Linked DNA regions of Sus scrofa: regions 1 and 3 are each linked to region 2. A link is a contact called in public Hi-C and promoter capture Hi-C data. All regions are on one chromosome and are shown on one strand. The core of a region is the stretch at or near the end of the contact, and the rest is flanking DNA. Distances in the headings are between cores, read along the strand shown.

What was found. Promoter capture Hi-C pulls out the DNA fragments that hold promoters and counts their contacts. Hi-C and Micro-C count contacts between places; a contact is called where the count stands out from the background.
Region 1: a contact with region 2 is called in a promoter capture Hi-C map of liver, with 7 times the contacts expected there. The contact joins the promoter of TMEM87B here to the promoter of BCL2L11 in region 2. A contact is called at or near these places in 2 of 5 promoter capture datasets (fetal skeletal muscle and liver) and 5 of 47 Hi-C or Micro-C datasets (embryonic fibroblasts, heart right ventricle, liver and 2 more).
Region 3: a Hi-C map of skeletal muscle shows a contact between it and region 2, with 9 times the contacts expected there. The contact joins the enhancer-like site here to the promoter of BCL2L11 in region 2. A contact is called at or near these places in 3 of 5 promoter capture datasets (fetal liver, fetal skeletal muscle and liver), 21 of 47 Hi-C or Micro-C datasets (adipocytes, alveolar macrophages, brain and 13 more) and 1 of 2 datasets of contacts at active chromatin or transcription factors (skeletal muscle).

Annotation. Positions count from the first base shown.
Region 1 is chr3:44,325,997-44,329,440 of Sscrofa11.1, forward strand. TMEM87B (transmembrane protein 87B) reads right to left here and starts at 1,774. Exons shown (of 20, transcript XM_021087028.1): 1 at 1,493-1,774. The coding sequence starts at 1,636.
Region 2 is chr3:45,196,696-45,199,877 of Sscrofa11.1, forward strand. BCL2L11 (BCL2 like 11) reads right to left here and starts at 1,585. Exons shown (of 2, transcript NM_001252194.1): 1 at 1,204-1,585. The coding sequence starts at 1,585.
Region 3 is chr3:44,627,161-44,630,679 of Sscrofa11.1, forward strand. No RefSeq gene overlaps it. Among named protein-coding and RNA genes, the nearest start is that of ANAPC1, 140 kb to the left of the region's middle. Within about 2 kb of position 1,626, at least 30 of the 83 cell types and tissues checked have an H3K27ac peak or open chromatin away from gene starts, as enhancers often do. A contact at or near this core is called in alveolar macrophages, embryonic fibroblasts, retroperitoneal adipose tissue and 2 more, where this site is marked.

The DNA of each region.
Region 1 (3,444 bases), core at 524-3,023, 870 kb before region 2:
TAAAGACTTTTATAGATACGGTCAAGCAGTCTGTTCACAGCTGATTCACTTCCAATATATTCAGACTTAGTTTATGCTACTGACCATACACTACAGAAGCGGCATGAAATTCAAAGAAACTGCATGAAATTACTGTTCAGAGAAATTCAATAATGTAGATATGCAGGTTCTATCACCAGCACACAAAATAGGGCAGCAACCCAGAAGAATCCTAGAAGAAATGGTAGCACTGGGTCTTAAAAATTCAGTTTCCGTCCTGACGCAGTGGATGACGAATCCGACTAGGAACCATGAGGTTGTGGGTTCGATCCCTGGCCTTGCTCAGTGGGTTAAGGATCCGGCGTTGCAGTGAGCTGTGGTGTGGGTCACAGATGCGGCTCGGATCCCACGTTGCTGTGGCTCTGGTGTAGGCCAGAGGCTACAGCTCGAATTCGACCCCTACCCTGGGAAACTCCGCATGCCGCGGGAGCGGCCCAAGAAATGGCAAAAAGACAAAAAAAACAAAAACAAAAACAGAAGGACATCTACTCTCCCAGGTAGGTTTGTGTTGTAGGAAGAATTTGTAGCCTCTCGTGCTACTTTCTTTTTCTGGCTGAGGAAATCGAAATATAAGTTTTGCCTTTAGAATTCGGACGTTTCTATACATGGGAAAAATACTCATCTCAAACAACTGGACGAATCATCTTACTCTAAAAGAGCAGGACATAAAGCCTCTTCAACTTCCTGTCTCTTCTTTAGCAAATCTTTCCAAAATTCTACCCCTGCATTCTTCCCACATCACCTCATGTAACTACTTGATGCCAAGTTCTCAAATGGCCTGCCCTGGAAAGGAAGAGTTTCCACGCATTCATGCCTCCAGACTAGCTCGCAAATATCCTTTAATTACACATTCCGCCCCAACTCCCCACACACATATACTCTCGGAGCTGTGATAGGAGGCCGAGAGAAATCCAGGAGCCCCAAAATAGGGAAAGAGGGGTGGGGTGACTACTGCATGTTCCACTGTCATTTAAGGGGGGAAAAAAAAGAGTAAGAAAGAAAGCGGCACATGCTCTTTCTAAATGTACGCGGAAACTGAAGCCGGGCAAGTCCTCCCTGAGGCCTCACGGGTGTGGCCCTGTGGCTGCACCCGGGCACGAAGAAGGGTCAAATCCAAAGATGCCCCTGGGAGTGCCGAGGGGTTCTGGGCTCAGGTCTGAATAAACGAGGACCCGATCTAGCCAGGGCGTGTCCGGGCGGAGCGAGGGACCAGGCCGTCGAGAAAGGTGATCCTCAGGAACAGGAACAGGGCTCCGAAGGGAGAGCCGTTCCCTGCACACAAGCTTGACTGGTTTTCTCCCTAGGTCGGGCCAGGGGAGACAAAAGGCCCAGAGAGCGTATTAGGGCACCCGGAGCAGGCCCGGTCAGAGGAATAAGCTGGGTCCCCGGCGAGCCCCGGGAACACCCTGAGGACCGGAGAGGTGCGTCTCCTTGGTGCCGACGCTCCACTTACGTCATTGACCGTCGCTGCCCAGAGTCCAAGCTCGGGCACAGCGCCCACAGCCGCCGGACCCCAGCACAGAAGGCAGAGGGCGACGCGCAGCACCGGACCCCCGGTGGGAAGGAACCAGAACCCAGCTCGTGCGGCAGAAGCCATCTTGACGCGGAATCCGCACCTGGCGCTCCGTGACGCCCGCCAAGCCCGGGGCCCGCACCAGGTGCAGCTCCGCCCCTGGGAGGCGGGCTCGGGTCCGGGAAGTGTGGCTGGGACATGGAGGCGGGGCTCGAGGCCGGCCACTGCGTGGAGCTGGAGGCGGGGCCAGAGCGTGGAAAGAACGGGTGCGGGCGGGGGAGGAGGGTCGGAGCGTGAGGGCGGGGCCAATATGGGGGGCGGGGCCGGGGAGGAGGCGGGGCTCTGAATCTGGCGGCTACGGAGGAGGGGGTGGGTATGGGGGCAAGGGGTGGGTCTCAGGGCCGGGTCGGGGGGCGGGGCTTGGGGAGGCGGGGCTCAGAATCCTGCCCTAGCTGGTTTCTGCTTCCGCCCCAGGCGGGAGGCTCAGATCTCAGGCTCCGTGGGGTTGTGGACGGATGCGTAGGGAGGAGTTGCTAGCTAAGGTTTTGCTTTATTTCATTTTCTTGAATTCTCTCCGTTTGCCAGTACTACAGTCACCTCAGCACGAGGGAAACAAACTGTCCTCTAAATTCACCGTAAGTGCCGGGAAAGTGCTTTGAGGTAGGGTCAGTTGAACCCAAGGCATTGTATTGTGTGTGTAATGCCATGTCTGTAGGACAGTTAATAATTTTCAGAACAAATAAAGTTCCCCGATTGCTTAAATCTCTGAGGGGCAGAGCTTGGGTCTAATTGTGTACTTCAGGCATTTTTGACTGTGAAAGCTAAATAAATCTCTTGCCAAAGAGAACTATGGTAGTTTATTTTTAAATGTAAATAATGTCCAGAGGGAGAATAAAATCCTGATTTTGTTGCAGGAAGCTGGATACCTTCCAAGAGCCTGAGTATTGCCTCTTGTCCGACACTGGGAAATAAATTGTCCGAGGAGACGCATAAGCTGACAAAGCAAAAGACTTTATTGGGGAGTTCCCTTTGTGGCTCAGTGAAAACGTATCCGACTAGAATCCATGCGCATGTGAGTTGGATCCCTGGCCACGATCACTGGGTTAAGAATCCGTTGCGGTGAGCTGTGGTGTAGGTCGCAGATGCAATTCGGATCCTGAGTTGCTGTGGCTGTGGCATAGCCTGGCAGCTACAGCTCCATTTCAATCCCTCACCTGAGAACCTCCAAATGCTGCAGGTGCGGTTCTAAAAAGAAAAAAAAAAAAAAAAAAAGACTTTATAAGACTTTATTGGGAAGGGATACTGGGTTGTCTCTGGCCAATCATCTTGCTTGTCCCATATTTGGTCACCAAGCTCAGGGTCCTTGGTGACTGGCACCTCTCAGCCAAGATGGATTCCAGCGCCAAGGATCCTGGGAGGCTGGTTGTCTCCTCCCTCCCAAATTCTGCCCTGTTAGACTTCAGGGCAGAACCACATTCCTTATCAAACCCTCCTATTGTGAAACAACTCCTGCAAGAGTCTATTACCGTGTCTGGCCATAGTGGGTTGTTCCAGTCAGTGGTTCCCTAACAATTTAACCGTGTCATTAATGTAAGATAGGATCTATTTATAGTTAAGAGGACCTGGCCAGTTTTTCAGCCAGTAATTATTGAGAACCTAATAGGTACAAAGACTGCAGGTGCATTCCATCCATGCCTTTCCCAGGAGACAGACAGTGTGCTCAGTCTATATGGGTACGAATAACAAGTGTGGAGAGATCACACAAGAGCATCCACCAGAGATTTAGAAGGTAAGGCTGGTGGAAGGAGAGGACATGAGATCATTTAAGTCCTAGGAAGAGTTAACGGTGAGTTAGTTGTGGGAGCCAGGGGTAGATTTGAAGGTGTTTTAGG
Region 2 (3,182 bases), core at 335-2,834:
TCTTTCTAACTCTGCAACAGGGGGACAGAGGTGTACAGTCCACCCTGTGGATGGTTATGAAGACAGAGCCGTGTGGTATTTGCAAATGCAAGACTCGCCATCATGTTCCAACAGGTAACTGTCTACACTGATGATTTTAATCAGCCTTTGGCTTAAGTGCCATCTATGTTTCAATGCAATCCATGCTGGATTTCTTAACTGACGATGCTGCCAACGTGCTTGCACCTCCTGCAGGGAGGGCTAACCTGGACAAACGGTAAAGGAGATTCTGGCGATCAAGACATGAACCTTTTCCTCTCCTGGGGAACGGTGATTTGAACTGGCACACGCGCCCAGGATCTCAAAGCCGCATGCTGGAGGCTCAGGGGTCACATCAAGCCCATGGATGTTTTCATTTGGCTTGTATGGTGCTTTCAAAGTTCTAAATGACTTGGCCAGTGCTTAAACATCAGATTTGACATCAAAATCTGTACTCTCAGATTATGTGGCACTAGAGGAAGACCTACCACCTTGAGACCACACACCCTCACAGCCACACCCCGGGCAGTCTGAAAGGACAAGGGCAAATGTTCTCCAATCTGCCACAACTTTCGCCCATGGGACAGCCAGATTTTTCTGGGTATTTAGGTTTGCCACTCCTCCCCAAGACTCTAAAACTGTGAAACAAAACCCCACAATCTAATCTTATTAGCACTAGGTCCAAAAGCTCAGAGCAAACAAAACAAGCTTAAAGAGAAATATGAGTAGAAAACAAACTATTTTCATGGTTCTATGGTGGTAATGCCTATACGAACTAGGTCATCTTTTTAAAATGTCATTTTTGAAAATGATGTAACTTGTGTCATCCCTTTCTCCACACATTCAGTTATTAAGCTGTAACAGACTGAGTCCCTTTCAAGCAGGACATCATTAATGAGTGAATCCTAGTGCTTAGGATGAATTGCCACAGATAGATACTTTAAAGAAGGCATCAGAGGTTCAGGATATACTCATTATATATCCGCTCAAAGGACCCCCACTTACTGCTGCACAACTTTTTAAAATGTTGCCTGGATATTTTACTTGGTATAGGCTCCACTCCCCACAAAACATGGCATCAAATCAGCCAACGGAGTCTAGGAAGGGGCTTTGAATGCTACACAGCCTCTGGACAGATACGCAGACAACCACACCTCTGCTGCCACCACCCCGGATATTGCTTACCCATCGCACTGAGATAATGGTTGAAGGCTTGGCAAGGAGGACTTGGGGTTTGTGTTGATTTGTCACAACTCATGGGTGCTGGGCTCCTGTCTGTGTCAAAAGAGAAATACCCACTGGAGGATCGAGACAGCAGGGAGGATCTTCTCACGAAGATGAAAAGCGGGGATCTGGTAGCAAAGGGGCCAGGGCTGGTCGGTGGGGCCAGTGGGCCCTGGGGGCTGCCTTGGGGGCAGCGGTCCCCTTCTCCTTCCGGATTACCTTGCCGCTCTGTTTGTAGAGAGGTGGGGGCCCCAGGCCTGAGCTGAGGAGGCCTTTCCGCAGGCTGCAACTGTCCACCTTCTCTGTCACACTCAGAACTTACATCGGAAGGTTGCTTTGCCATTTGGTCTTTTTTTCTGCAAGTAAAATTAAAACTAGGATTATCTTAAGCAAAATAATAATTATAGCAAATACGTGAATGAGCAAACTTTCACCTATTCGTTAAAAATCCTCAGCATTAATACCAAATACTTTAACATGAAGTCAACATTTAAAGAGAAACAGTTCTCAATACTATCTTCCAAATAAGGATAAAAATACACCTAAATAACAAAGGTATCATTATCTTTGTTGGGGAGTTGAGAGAAGACTAAACTTCTTGCCGCCAAACAAAACACAGCAACAATGTCAATTACTTGTGGAATTGATGCTCTAACACACACACACGTTTTAGGACAGGCCGCTTGTTTGAGGTCTGTTCACATGTGCTCTTTGCTCAGGGCCGACTAGAGTAAGTCAGAAACTCCCAGCAGGCTCTGATTTCCCGGGATCAGATACAGCGCTGGAGCCCAGGAGCGGGCGCAGATGCAGCGATTGCAGGCGGCTGGCTGCGTTCCCCGCTCCGGCCCCATTGTTCTGCCCAAAAGTGCTGAGGACAGCAAGTCTGAGGAAGGTTTGGCAAGGGCCGTCAGTCGTAGTAAGTGCGTCACAATAGAGTTTGTAACTCAGCGCCGAACTGTTGGGCTCCTGAGCTCTCCGTCCGCGGTCCCTCCCGCTCCCGGCCCGTGCGCCCCTCCTCCTGCGGGGAAGGGGGAGGGCAGCGCGCCGCGCTGAACCCGACAGAACTTCTCCGAAATACACTCACACTGTTAGGTGCACACCTACAAACGGGAGGGGGGGGGTCCCCGAAAGCGTTCCCGGGCGCCCCCTGCAAAGTCCACAAGTAACTCCACCCGCCAGGCGGCATCGGGGCGCGCGGGTCCCGCACCCCAAAGACCCTCCCTTCCCAAGGCAGTCAGGCCAAAACTCACGTCCGCCCCTTCCCTTCGGAGCGTCGTGTCCGGGCCCGGGCTCCTCGGCGCGCGGTCCGCGCCCTACGCCGGTTCGGAACCCCCCGACCGTCACCACGAAGGCAGCGCGGGAGACAAAGCCCAGGACTCGCGCTGGGAGACGCCGGGACCGCGCAAAGCTTGCAACTCGCCGCTCTCCCGCCACCGCGCTCCACCGGGCAGCCGAGGGCTCCACGCGCCGCGCCTCTTGCCCGCGCTGCCCCGGCCGCCGCTGCCGCCGGGAACATCCTCCGCCTCCTCCCGCTCCTCCCCTTGCGCACTGCGCCCGCCGCCGCCGGCACCGCCGACCTCCCCGCGCCGCCGGCTCCGGGTGCCCGCGCTCCCAATTGGCCCTCGCGCGGTCGCTCCGCGCTGCAGCCAATCGTCGGCAGCGGTGGGGGCGGCGCCTACCCGACAGGCCGCCAAAGGCGAGGCGATTGTTGACAAACTCGCCGCCCGATCGCGGCTCGGGCAGTGGCCGAGGCGGGAGCCTCCGTGGAGGTTTCCGGGGCCTCAGGGCCAGAGGTTGCCCCGGCTGTCCCGCCCCCCACCCCCACCCCCGGCCGTCCACGCGCCGGGCGCCTCCGCTGTTCCCGCCGCCCCCAAATAGCCGGTCGAGCCGCATGGCGGTCCCCAGCCGCTGACCCTCACCGGGGCCTGTTCGGATGGGGA
Region 3 (3,519 bases), core at 376-2,875, 570 kb before region 2:
CACCCTGGCCCGCCACGCGATGGCCGATAAGCGGCATCCCTCAGACTTAGGGCTTTGCCTTCTCCCTGGCCCCTCTGCCAAGAACCTCCCGTCCTCCTGCCCAAGCGCCCCTGCTGATCAGTGCACTCTGATTGTTGCTTCCTGCTCATGTTTATGTCTGCATCCCTCCCCCTCCCCCTCTTTACTGCAAGTGCCACCAGGGCTGGCTGGGACTTCACACTGGTGAATCCACAGGGCTGCTAGCAAGCAGACACTCAATGAATATTTGGTGAATGAATAGATGATACACTGAGGGAGGAACTGCGGGGACTTCTGTTTGAGCTTCAGTGTAGACTCCAAATACCTGTGCTCTTCTGTGGTGCTTCCTCTGTGGGTTTCTGGCATCCCCAGGTGCTGTCATCCTTGGATGGGTTTACTCCACTCCATTCAAGCCACCATCTCAAGCCTTTGTCCTCCTCCCAGTACCTCCTTTCCCCCATCAGGCACCAGCTGGAAACACTTTTTTTTTTTTTTTTTTTAGGTACGCACCTGTGGCATATGGAAGTTCCCAGGCAAGGGGCTGAATCAGAGTTGCAGCTGCCAGCCTGCACCACAGCCACAGCAACATCAGATCCGTGTAGCGTCTATGACCTATGCTTCAGCTTGCAGCAATGCCGGATACTTAACCCATCAGGCAAGGCCAGGGATCAAAACTACATCCTTTTGGACACTATGTTGGGTTCTTAACATGCTGAGCTCCCAGATTTGTTTTAAAGTCAAAGAGAAAGGAAATTATCAGGATGGGGACCATTCACAAGAACTTTTTATTAGTCCCAGCTTCCAACTTCCTTTGAATCCCAGCTTCTTTCTTTCAGGTGGCTCAGTCCCAAGGGTGTATATGACAAGGGTGTCAGCACATGGAATTTCTGTCCCGATTCTGCTTCAGACTTTGGGGGAAACAGCCCAAACCCTCTGTTTCAGGGTTAGCAACAGAGATATGACAGGAAAACAGCTACCAGAGAGCTTAGAAAGACAAAAGTGCTAAATAGAGATATGTGGGTATTATTATTTTTTCATTTTTTTAATGGGGGTGTTATTTTTAATCTTTGCAGCAGGCAGGCTGTGGCCTCCAAGAAAAATCTGAGGATAAGGAGACCTAAAACAAGTAATTGATTCTCTCTCAAAATCTGGATTTCACTCCCAGCTGCCCTTGCAGGCTGACCATACATTAAGCTCCCTGCTCTTGTCAAATCAATCATGTGATGAGGAGGCAATGCTACCCAGCCTCACAGTAGACAGGAGGCTGCTCTCCTTTGGAGTAAGACATGCTTTTAAATATGGTGAGACGGGAGTTTTCTGGTGGTGGTGCAGTGGATCAAGGATCTGGCATTGCCTTTGCAGTGGCTCAGGTTGCTGCTGTGGTGTGGGTTTGATTCCTGGCCTGGGAACCTCCACCCTCCACATGCCATGGGGGCAGCAAAAAAAAAAAAAAAAAAAAACCCCAAAAACAAAACCCAAATGCTGAAATGCCATGAGCAGCAGTGAGATCAGACTGTGTTTTCTCTTCTTTCTCTTTAGGACAGACCACCATAATATGCCAAGCCCTGTCCACCCTTTGGGCGTTTTCTATGTGATCCCATGAGTGGCCAGTAGGTGGCACAAGACACACACCATGGCTGCCGGCTTTGCCCCACTCAGCCTTTCTCAGAAGGGAAAGATCTATTTCTAATCCAGCCCAGGCTTTATGGCAATGCTTAATCACATGGAAGGGAACATGCAATAACTACTGGTATTTCTGTAAACATGCATGCTTAGAGCAGCTGCCAGTTGGGGCTGAGGACAGAGGGAACATGCAGTGAGAGGTCTCCTGAGGACAGTCTATAAAAGGAAAACCCTGTGGGTTTTTAATTTAAGAGCCTCTCAGCTAACCTTTGTGACTCATCGAAAGAAACATTTAGAACCCGGAAGGACAGTGATCATACATTTTTTGGATTGTAACCTGGTTCTCCTTCCATCCTACCCCCTCCCCCTTCCCCCAAATGGTAGATTTCAGAAGGTCCCGGCTACAGGGCCGAGCCAGCACCTTCTGAACCAATGGTGGCTTATTTTCCTATTCTTTTGTCCTGGCAAGTTGCCTGTTTCTTGGGTTTGTTCTTTCCCTGGAGGAAAGTTGATCTGATCTCACTCTGCCATTAATAAAATTGGCACCAGATGGATGTGGAGCTGAAGAGCAGACACATCACAGCAAAACAAAGTGTGATCTAGTCAGAGATGGGGCAGTAAGGATTGGGTGCTTTTAACATCTGTGGCAAGTTAAAAAATTGTGGCAAAATATACAACATAAAATTTACATCTTAGCCATTTTAGGTGTATATTCAGTGGTATTTAATACATTCATATGGTGTGGCCATCACCACCATCCATCTCCATAAGTTTTCCTCTTGTAAGATGGAAACACTATGTCCATTAAACACTAACTTCCGTTTCTGTGAGCTGTGGTGTAGGTCGCAGACGTGGCTTGGATCCTGTGTTGCTATGGCTGTGGTATAGGTTGGCAGCTACAGCTCCGATTCGACCCCTAGCCTGGGAATCTTCATATGTCATGGGTGCAGCCCTAAAAAGACAAAACCAAACCCAAAAAACCCGCTAACTCCTCATTGCCCTTTCCCTGCAAATCATCACACCACTTTCTATCCCTATGAATTTGATTACTCTAAATACCTCATATAAGTGGAATCACATAGTAGTTTTCCTTTGTGTATCTGGCTTGTTTCACTGAGCATAACATCCTCAAGGTTCACCCATGTTGTAGCAGGTGTCAGAATTTCCTTCCCTTTAAGGGTAAATGATATTCCATTGTATGTATAGCCAACATTTTGTTTATCCATTCCTCTGTTGTTGGATACTTGGATTGCTTCCACCTTTTGGTATTGTGAGTAATGCTGCTATGAACAAGGGTGGACAAATATGTCTTTGAGACCCCCTTTCAGTTCTTTTGGGTATGTACTCACAAGTGGGATGGCTGAATTATGCAACAGTTCTATTTTTATTTTTTATTTTTTTGCCACGCCCATAGTATGCAGAAGTTCCCAGGCCACAGACTGAACCTGAGCCACTGCAGTAACAATGCTGAATCCTTAACTGCTAGGCCACCAGGGCCTCTCTGTCACCCCCTGCCTGGTCAGGGATAAGTCCCTTCACAGTAAGTGCCACCCTCTGGTTAAACTGGGGTTTGGACTTCATAAGAGCTCGACTGGGGTTTGGACTTCAGAAGGGCTCGGATTTCCAAGTGAAGGCTCTGCCCAGATTTCTGCTGTTTCTGCAAGTCAGCCAACGGCCACGCTGCCCAGAGGCAGGTACGACTCATTCAAGTGCAGGAGAATTCCAGTTTTATTATTAAAAACCAAAATCCCATCATTCATTGAGCATTGAAAGGTTTAAGACATTTGCTGGCTGATATATAATGGGTTGTTCATCGATAATGGCTTTTTATCAAATGGAAGCTTATAACTTTTGGAAGGTTGTTCCAGTAATCACCTT